Regions from separate parts of the Mus musculus genome. Here region 1 is linked to region 2. The links are chromatin contacts, called in public HiChIP or PLAC-seq maps. All regions are on one chromosome and are shown on one strand. The core of a region is the stretch at or near the end of the contact, and the rest is flanking DNA. Distances in the headings are between cores, read along the strand shown. Region 1 overlaps Grik3 (glutamate receptor, ionotropic, kainate 3). Region 2 holds the start of Grik3 (glutamate receptor, ionotropic, kainate 3).

Region 1 (5,034 bases), core at 680-3,179, 110 kb after region 2:
GCACTGACTTTTGTAACATCATGTGGTTCCGCCTTTGAGGGTCGCTGTCTGGGAGCAGTTTGCAGAAAGAGCCCTACCTGGGGGAGGGGCTCCTCCCAGTCAGGAATTCTGTTGGAGGAGGGGAAAAACGTGTTTGGATATCATCAAGTAGTGAAAACATGTGTTTTTTGGTTTTGTTTGCTCCCCCAGGCTCATTTCTGTCACTCCGGCTGCATTGTCAGAGAAGAACAAAATAAAACAGAGAGTAAAAGCTGATTCTATAATTAGTGCAGTTTCTTCACTGTTCATTCTCCATCTCCAGAGATCAATTAGCTTGCTTTTAAGCTAAAAGGCATCTGAATAAGTGTTTAACCTGCATAGCAATTGATATTTAAAACAGAGGAGGACAGGAGTGATAACATCTCTCGTTCTCTTCACTGATTTTTCTCTACCTAACCTCTGCCTACTCCTGCTTCTTGGTGGCCACTGGGGCAGCGCTCTTTTCCTGGTGCTGGCCCCTCTTCCCTGCAGGCGCCTGTTCGAAGCACAGATATACTGTTACTTAGGTTATAGACCGACTCCCTCCACCATCAGTGACTATCAAGGCCTCTTCAGCCACTGACCCACATGTCAGTCCATGTTCCTGACCCTTTCCAAGCAGAAGTAGGTCACCATGTCTTTTCAGGGTGTCTTACCCTCAGTTTCCTCATCCGGGCTGGGTAGGGGTGAGGAACTTCAGGAGCCCAGTCCTCTTAGCTGGATGTCTTCATTGCTGGTGGCCCTGAGGGTATTTGTACAGTGTCTGATTTGTCATGTAAATATCAAAGCCTGAACTGGAATTAGCTTCTTAAAGCAAGCAATGGTGTGTGTGTGTGTGTGTGTGTGTGTGTGTGTGTGTGTGTGTGTTAGCATTTACTTAACAATGTGCTTTGACAGCCTCTCTGCTAGTGCAGACCCTGGGAAAGATAAGAAGGTACCTGAATGACAAACGTGTAGACCTCACCCTGCAGATGACAGTCACAGAGTAAATAGAGAGTGGAGTGAGACACATGCCCTGTCTCTACAGAGTGTCGCCACATGGGGAAAGACCCTCAGAGCTCAGGAGATCCCCTTATTCGGAGAAGGGTGAGGGTTTGAGAGTTTATCTGGAGAATGGCCCCAGGAAGCAGCACCCAGAGATGCAGGGAGGCCAGGGTAGGAAAGAAAAGAATCAGGGGGCTATACTGGGACTCCCGTCGCTCTGCGTATCATCCTGCTGGAACCTCTGCGAAACTGTGCGTGCTCAGTGGAGATCTCCCTGGGGACTAGAAGCTGTGTGACTGTCTGTTCACATTCCTGCGCCTCCTGGTTGAAGCTCCTTCTGGTCAGTGGCTAGCCCTTGTAGCCTGTCCCCTCACTGGCAGAACCTTGTGCTTCTTCTAGAAGGTCAGAGATAGAGAATGTGAAAAGGTGCAGATGTGATGTCTGTCGATGGCTTCCGGGTGGGACAAAAGGAAGGCAGCGAATGCCACCCAGGCTCAGAACAGGATTGGAAGCTGGAGGAGGGAGAGTGAACTGGGAGGCTGGAAGGGTCGGCCGCTGTCTAGGCTGAGGAAAGTCAGGAGGCAAAGGGCAGTTGGGTGGGACAGTGATGAGGACTTTGAGAGAGAAGGGTGACCTGCACTGGACTGAAGGGCTGAGGCTGGAGAGGGGGGTCCAAGCCATTCAGGAAGGTCTCAGCCTTTCAACTCCTTGCAGGGCTGCAGGAGGGTGGACTCTGGGACTGCTCTGTTGTCAGGAGAGCGGGTGGATGCCCTGCTTGTCTCCAGGAGCCCCTGTGGTAGTTCTAGATCTCCGATCCTGCTGCCTTCCGGCAAGGACATTCACCAATCCCCAGGCCCCTCTGCAGCACCTGGTGCAGCCCTCTCTCCAGCAGCTAGGCTCTGGCTCCTCCGCCTGATGACAGCCCATCCCTCATCAGGGTCTCTGGACAGCTCAGGAGCCTGCAGCCATCCTCTTGACGTGGTCGATGTCGCTGTATTTGACTTGTGTGTCCCCGAGTTGTACAGACAAAGCTCCACATATCACCAGATCAATTAAAACAACTGCCACCAGGCCTCAGGACTCAATCAGGAAACCCCCCCTGGGACCTTAGGGGTGGGCACAGCCCTTCCTTGGAACTGAACTGCGGCTTTTCCCAATACTGGAGACGCAGGCAAAGGCCCTCCGTCTCTGTAACTGATTTCCTCTTGCTGATTAATGCTGCTGAAGCCGTAGGGGCATCCCGTGTGGCAAGCAGCACCCGTGTTCCCATTCCTGACAAAGCCACAGAAACACGAGGCCATAGAGAGGACTGATCAAGGTGGTGTAGGTGGGGGAGTGGTAGCAGCAATGTAAGGTGACTTAACTGTATAATGTCCTCAGTTAAGCCTTGAGGTCATCTTCTATACACCCCTTTTCCCTTTCCAGAGCCCACTCCCCACCCCTGCTCACCACTGGCCAGTTCTAGAGTAGTCATCCCTATAGCACACACCTCCATCCTCCTTCATCTCTCCCTACTGGCCCTGCCCAAATACAAGCCCTTTTCATACAGTTGGACCAAGGCCAGCCTCCCTGCACCTGGCTGCCAGGCTCCTCCCACATCTGGACTCAGGCAAGTCACAGGTTGCTTCTCCTATAATGGCCACAGCCCTGTCTCTCCTGAGCCCCTGCTGTGTTTCAAGCAATCATCACAGGAAAGTTGGAGCCCTTCGAGTGCTTTATTTGCTGCCCACGGCCATTTCCTGTCAGAGCCTTGAGCTCCTGCGGTGCTTGGAGGCTTTTATTGCTCTTATTCACCTGGTACCTGCACTGTGCCGACTGCTCAGAGTTGTGGCCAGTAATTAGCTGTGTAGCGAATGGATATGCAAATGAATGAGTGAGTGAGTGAGTGAGTGACTGACTGAATGAATGAATGAATGAATGGAAAGAGAGACATACATCTCCTTTTCCAGAACAGCAGCAGAAAGCCCGTCCCTGGAACTCTCTGCTGGGTGCTTTCAGCCTTTCTAGACTACATACAGATAACCCTTTGACTTCTGGTGAGGCCATTGTAAGTATAAATTGAAAATGCATCACCTCCATGAACCCTTCCGCACTGATTTGAAGCCAAGCACATAGGACACTGGTGTTATCAATCATTTGCCTCTTGCCAGTGATTGCACCTGACTGACAACTGCTACTCGTTGCTTCTAGCATCGAGAGAGTATGGTGCTGTGCACCACCACTATGCCAGGCCAAGGTCAAAATTCCAAGGCAGTTACTACTCAATGTGTCTTGCTCCCACACCACCATAAACTTGACAAACTATTGGAAGTCGACATCATCTGTGTTGTGTCCAGCAGAGAAAGCTAGCCACCATGTGTATCCTTCCACTTGCTATCCCTCCTCCCACAGAGACAAGGGCACAGAGCTAGTTGAGAGGTACACACCCCCTCACCCTCTTCCTCATCCCTGCACCGAGTTGGCACAAAGGGTGGCCTGATTGAGATCAGAGCCTGACTCTCCCAGGCCATGGTGGTGCAGAGCTGCAGGGGCTCTGGCAGGGAGAAAGGTGTCCGGATCAGGAGGGACAGGAAGAGAAAAGCTCGGAAAAGAGGCGTTAGTAAAAACCTCACTGATCAGCATCTCAGGTGACCTCTAGGACACCTGAGAAACTTCAGAAAGAGAACGAAGTAGCTTGGATAGAAGGAGCAGGGCTGTTGCCTGAGGATGAGCCAGTCCCAGGGCGAAAGCTAGAAACATGCGTGTCTCTCCTGGGCCCAGCTGCCAGACAGCTCGCTGCAGGCCATGTCTGCAATCTCTCAGGCTCTCTGTGTTCAGGGACCTGTTAGCTCAGCTGCTTCTACGAAAGCCAAGTTAAAGAGAAACCTCAGTAAGAGAGTCAGCTTTTTGTCCCAACTGCCCAACTGCAGAGGAGACTCTCTGGGGCCATCTTGATTACAGGGAGGTGGAGATATTGGATAGTGGGTCTCCTCTTGGACCTGTAGTCTTGGTGATAAAGTATATAGAGCCAACAATAGTCTTCTATGATGGCATCTGTAGTCCTAGCCAACTTGACTATGCTATCATAACGTCTTCAAGAGATTCTACCTCATGGGTATATTCTTAGGGGTTGAAAAAGCAGTCTGGAAAAATCTAGGAACTAGGCTGGGGAGAGAGCTCAGTTAGTAAAATTCTTGCCATGCAAACATAAAGAACTCATGTGAAAAAGCCAGGCCTGTTGGCATGGACTTATAATCCCGGGGACCTAGTCAGGGTCTTATCTCTGTGAAGAGACACCATGACCACAGCAACTTGCATAAAGGATAACATTTCATTGGAGCTGTGTTACAGTTCAGAGGTTTAGGCCATTATCATTATGGTGAGAAGCATGGCAGCGTACAGGCAGCCATGATGCTGGAGAAGGAGCTGAGAGTTCTACAGTTTGATCCATAGGCAGCAGAAAGAGACTGTGAGCCACACTGGACATAGCTTGAGCATAGGAGACATCAAAGCCCACCCCCACAGTGACACACTTCCTCCAACAAGGCCATAGTTCCTGATAGTGCCACTCCCTACAGGCTGAGCATTCAAACACATGACCCAATGGAGGCCATTCCTATCCAAACCAACACACCCAGTGGTGAGGAGACAGAGACCAGCAGAGCCCTGAACTGGCTGACCAATCAGCCAAGCCCACTTGATAAGTTCCGGCCCAGTGGGAGACCCTGTCTCAAAATAAGGTGAAGAGTGTTCCTGAGAAAGACATTGTCCTCTGGCTTCCATATGCACACATACACACATGTACACATACTCACAAACATATCCACACCAATCTAATCCACCATGCTTCTGAAAACATGCTTTCACCTACTGAAGAAGAAAGGAGCAAGATAGAAGTCTGTCTAGGGGCTCAGAGAATTCTGTCCCTCCTTCCCTCCTGCCCTGGGTTAAGGGTGAAAGGTGAGAGTGTTTTACACGCCGTGCAGGGTGGAACTCCCACAGCTGCAGAGCTGTTTGGAGCAGTGACCCCTACCTTCTCAGATTTGAAGAACA
Region 2 (4,770 bases), core at 389-2,888:
TTCCTAATTGCTAATTGGCTACACTGCCTTATTCACAACTCCACACAATGCCTGGAAGCCCTGCGCCACATAGGGCGGGAAAGAAAAGACGGCAAAATTAACAGGCCTGTTTGGAGCGCAACGCATTATCTATTTGTAGGAAAATTAAAGATTTGCTCTTCAGATGTAGGGGGCCATGCTCTTACCAGGCAGCTGGCAAATGGGAGAGATTGGAAATGATTGAATAGATCAAATTATTTAAATGAGAAAAATAAATTCGCACACAGCCTAGCCGCTGCCCGGTGACAGATCCGTTTATTTATCTACTGTATCGGTACCGCTTTGTCTCTGTCAAAAAGGTCATTAAACTCGCCTAGCTGCGTAATTCGCAGCCTCCTGCTCCTGCCTCGCTTCACAGCCCTTCTCTTCCCTCAGCACCCAGCGCCACTTGAAAAAAAATTTATTATTGGTAATAAACAACATTTCTTTTTAACCCTTTCGGCTTCCCCCCCTGTGTATCCTACTCTGTCCCATGAACAATACAGTTTCTCTGTATTGTTTCTCAGGAGGAATCCGGGAGGGGGCTCCAGTTCCTCCCGCATAGTTGCGGAAGAGGACTGAGAACCCAGCGGGCTCCAACTCCAGCGGCCCTCGAAAACGAAGGCTTTTGCGAATTTTCTCAGTAGTCCTCCTACTGATGGTGCGTGGTCAAGTCCTACCTTCCACGCAGAGGGTCTGGCCTGGTGTCTCCCTCACGGTTAGTTTCTGAAGCTCCGCATTCCCTAGTTCAGCTCCTACGGTTCTCTGATTTCTACTCCCAACCCCACTCCCTAAACCTCCAAGCCCTGGGCCAGCCCTGCTTTCCCAAGGGCTAGAGATCAAGAGTGAAAAACAGCTCCAGGTCAGTCTCCTGCCGCCGCCGTCCAGCCAGCGTCGGCCGCGTGGGAGCTGAAAGGCGAGGCTCCGCAGACGGCAGGCTCCGGGTCTCGCGGCTCTCGGCGGGCGCGTCTCTTCCAGCTGGTCGGGCCGCTGGGTTGCCGCCGTCTCCCAGCTCCTGGTGCCAGCTCCGCCGCTTTACGCTTGGCTCCCCGGCTCAGTGCCTTGCCCTGGGGGCGGCAGGGCAGATGGGGACGCCTCAGCTGCGGAGGATAGTCTCCATCCTCCGGGTGTCCCCCCTCCCAAATCCTGTCCAGGGTCCCTTTCCCCGCCCCCTGCGCAGGTGTGAGCGCGCAAGTGTGCACCCGGGCGAGTGTGAGTGGGAAGCGTGTGTGCGCGGGGGAGTACGCGGAGGGAGCGCGGGCGGCGGGCGGCGCGGGAGGCGGGAGGCAGGGCGCGGGGGAGGGGGCTGGGAGGGAGTGTGTGCGCGCGTGCAACTCCACTCCGGGGCTTTGTGCGAGCCCGGGCGATAGCATCAGCGGCGGCTGGAGGAGGAGCGGCCGGAGACGCGTGCAAGCCCGCCCGGCAGCCGGGGCAGGTGGGAAGCCCGCGCGGGAGCCGAGCCGACGCGAGCCGGAGACGCCGCAGCCGAGTCCGAGCGGAGCCCGGGCGGAGCCCAGGAGCCTTCGCTCGCGGGCGGCCCGTGGGCGGCAGCCGAGGCGGGGCGGGCGCCGGCGGGGCGGCCCCCCAGTAAGATGTGCGCAGCGCCGCGGGGCGCCCCCCACTCGCAGAGGCGCTCCGGAGCCGGGCGGCTGGGCCAGGCGGCGCCTCGGGGGCTGCTGCGCGCCCGCGCCTAGAGCTGCCGCCCCAGGGAGCCCGCCACGGCCGCGCCCCGGGCACGCTCCGTGGCGCCCAACGATGACCGCTCCCTGGCGGCGCCTCCGGAGTCTGGTTTGGGAATACTGGGCCGGGTTCCTAGTGTGCGCCTTCTGGATCCCAGACTCGCGCGGGATGCCCCACGTCATCCGGATCGGTAAGGGCTCCCCTAGAGCCGGGGGTCTCTGCGCGCTCGGGTGGGGACGGGAATTGGGGGATAGTGGTGCTCTGAACGTGATCCGAAAGATTGTCCCAACCTCCCTCTAGGCTGCAGGGTTCGGGTGTCTGCTGGGAGCTCTTAGAGGGGGAGGACAAAGTTCCAAAGCCCGGGTCGCGGGGCCTTACGGGGAAGAGGCAACCGGGCCGCGGTGGCTAGGGAACCTGGATACGCTCCGGGGTAGGCGACGCGGTGGAGTGTGGCGAAGGTTCTAGCCCTAAGCCAGCGCCTCGGGGGAATTTCGCCGCGACTGCTGGCAAGGATGGCCGCAGACCTAGTTCTGGGACTGGCTTCTGCGCAGAGTGGGAGCCCTGGGGAAGGCGCCAACTTCTCTCCCCCCCACGGGCACCTCGCTGGAGCAAGGGGTACAGGGGATGGATTCGCCGGATTAGGATGGCGGATTTCCTTGCCCCTAGTTGGCCGAGGCTCGGGGCAGGAGAGGGTCAGTCCCCTGCTTGTCGCTAGAGCAGGTCCCCCAGGCCCAGGCCTCTTTCGATGAGGAGTAACCGAGACTGGGAAAAGGAAGCGCAGGAGGCAACCCTGCGCAGCCGGGGACGAGGGTTGCGAGTGGCTTTTAAAGTTAGCCGAAATCCCTCCGCAGCTGGCGGCGGCTGGCAGTCTGCGCGCGGCTTTTTGGGGCTCTGGCTTCTCGGCTTCTCTCACCGCTGCAGATTTCTTACTCTGGGCTTTAACTTTGTTGTGGCCGCCGGAGGCACCCTGCGTGGCAGCGCTCAGGGCTGGGCGGGAGCCCACGCGAGTCTTTAGCCCACTCACTTCTCGGGGCTGAGCTAAGCTGGGCTACCCAGGAGCCATCGTTACCGTGGGCGGCCCGCACCAGGCCGGAGACCTGGGCAGCTCGGGCTCGCGAGACACCAACATCTGGTGCGCAGCCTACCGAGCTCTACCGAGACAAGGCAACCTTCCTCCTCCTCCTCCAGGACTCTCTTCAAGGGGCTGCCTTTGCTTCTGCAAGAGCGGACTTTATGTGGCCGGCAGTGCGACGAGGATGCAGGAAACTCGGGCCAGGCTTGGTTTATGGGTACTTGAGGTTTCTCCTAGGAGGCAGTCCTCTCGTTCACTCTACCCGGAGCCACGTCCACTTGAACTCAGCTTCAGAACGGGAACAGAGAACGATCCTCAGATCTGCAGATGTTGAGGTCTTCCAGTGCCTACAGTCCGATTCCGGACCAGGATGGGCAGGCACAACACCCTGAGGCTCCTAGGGAAGGGAGGGGGGGGGATCTGGGGACAGACCTCACAGTCAAGTTTAACCCTTTGAAGTCCAGGTGTCTGGGCTGCCACGAATGTTTCCTGTCTATTACTGCCCCAGAACTGGCTTGGCCACCATTCTAGCTAATCGTTTAGTAGTGGGCCACCGCTTTTTTCATTTTTATTATTTCCTCTCTCAGTCCTTGTGGTTTTGGGGGACCTTCATGGTAGAGTGTCCTTGAGATAGAGAGGGGACCTCGAAGGGTGCTGTGTTTCCCCCACCCCCACGCTTTGCAGGCCTGTCTTCCTTGGTCTTTCCCCTCCAGAGGGTGGGGTGGGTGTGTTTCCAGCCCAGTTTCAGGAATGGAAATCTTTAGAAGCCTAGAGAGACAGGAACAGGTTAACCACAGCCTCAGAGATATGGGCTGCAAATGGGCAGGGTAACTAGACCTCACCTGCTCTTGCCACTGGGACAGTATATAGAGGTCTGCTCATTGCCCGGAGAAAGAACACATTCCAAACCCGTCCCTTTCGTGAGTCACAGTGTAATAGCGCAATTAGGGACGGCAGAGCCCCCTCTCTTCTAATCTTCTTCATATTAAGCCCTAGGATTAATTAGCGTGTCGGCCCAGACCATTTATATCCAAGAGCCCTGCCCTATTTGACTCCCAGCCCGAGGACTGGGGTGCTGTACTGATGCCAAACGTGACTACTGGAGCAGGGCCAGCTTTGGGTGGAGGATGGGAAGGATTTGAGGCCTCTGGGCTTCTTTGGAGCTGCCTGTCCTTCTAGAGCTTGAAGTTGAACCTCAGCTGGAGGTAGAGCACCAGGAATAGGGAAGCAGAGTGAGGAGGAGGAAGAGGAGGAGGAAGAGGAGGAGGAGGAGGAGGAGGAGGGGAGAGGAGGGGAGGGAAGACATGCTGCAACCCAAAGATACTACTGCCTTGGCTAGGCTGGATGCAGTCTCTCTATCCCCATCTCTGGGATCTGAGGCCTCTCTCTTGGCTGGGGCTGCAGGGATCGAGGCCCTGGAAACTGAGCTTCTCTGAAGCATGCTGGGTGCTTCTGCTGGAGCGGCTGGAGCTTGGAGCCCGAATCCCTCCTCCAGCAGCCAGGCGTCGTCGCTGAGCACAGGACCAGAGAGGGTTTACCTGCAGGTGCAAGATGGGCTCTCTGGCCTGGGGAGGGTGTTCCCCGCCCCTTCTCTTTGTGCCTCTTTTGGGGGCTGAAATTCCCTCCTAGACAAGGAGATGGATCGCTCAGCAGTGTGACAGAGTGTTCAAACAATCTGTCTTGAATAGATGAATTGCACTGCTCTGTCTTTTTGTAATTGTGTCTATCAGAGGGAGAGGTCAAGGCATTGATTGCTTGGATGGTTTGCAAGTAACAAAGGAGAGTGAGGGAGAGAGAGAGTAATTGGATTGTAGTCTGCGGGAAAAAATGATCATTGATTATTTTATATGAATATGTGGAAGATGTATTCTGTGTGTGATTATCAAGGGCTGCCATGGAAGAGGCATATTGTTCTGCGTTTTACTATTATTGTCATCATTATTGTTGTTTGGATGGATCCAGGTCTTCAGTTAGGATAAGCAGTTAGACTCTGAGCCTTG

Evidence for each region. HiChIP or PLAC-seq counts read pairs in DNA pulled down with a chosen protein or histone mark.
Region 1: a contact with region 2 is called in an H3K27ac HiChIP or PLAC-seq map of embryonic stem cells, with 11 read pairs. The contact joins the enhancer-like site here to the promoter of Grik3 in region 2. A contact is called at or near these places in 6 of 39 promoter capture datasets (cranial neural crest, embryonic stem cells, hippocampal neurons and 2 more), 1 of 15 datasets of contacts at CTCF or cohesin (embryonic stem cells), 29 of 484 Hi-C or Micro-C datasets (cortical neurons, embryonic stem cells, nephron progenitors and 2 more), 24 of 115 datasets of contacts at active chromatin or transcription factors (PVALB interneurons, embryonic forebrain, embryonic hindbrain and 6 more) and 1 of 9 other capture datasets (embryonic stem cells).

The regions. Positions count from the first base shown.
Region 1 is chr4:125,598,917-125,603,950 of GRCm38.p6, forward strand. The region is part of intron 1 of Grik3 (glutamate receptor, ionotropic, kainate 3); the gene reads left to right. Among named protein-coding and RNA genes, the nearest start is that of Gm32807, 41 kb to the left of the region's middle. Within about 2 kb of position 1,930, at least 13 of the 459 cell types and tissues checked have an H3K27ac peak or open chromatin away from gene starts, as enhancers often do. A contact at or near this core is called in embryonic stem cells, where this site is marked.
Region 2 is chr4:125,489,058-125,493,827 of GRCm38.p6, forward strand. Grik3 (glutamate receptor, ionotropic, kainate 3) reads left to right here and starts at 1,639. Exons shown (of 16, transcript NM_001081097.3): 1 at 1,639-1,888. The coding sequence starts at 1,774.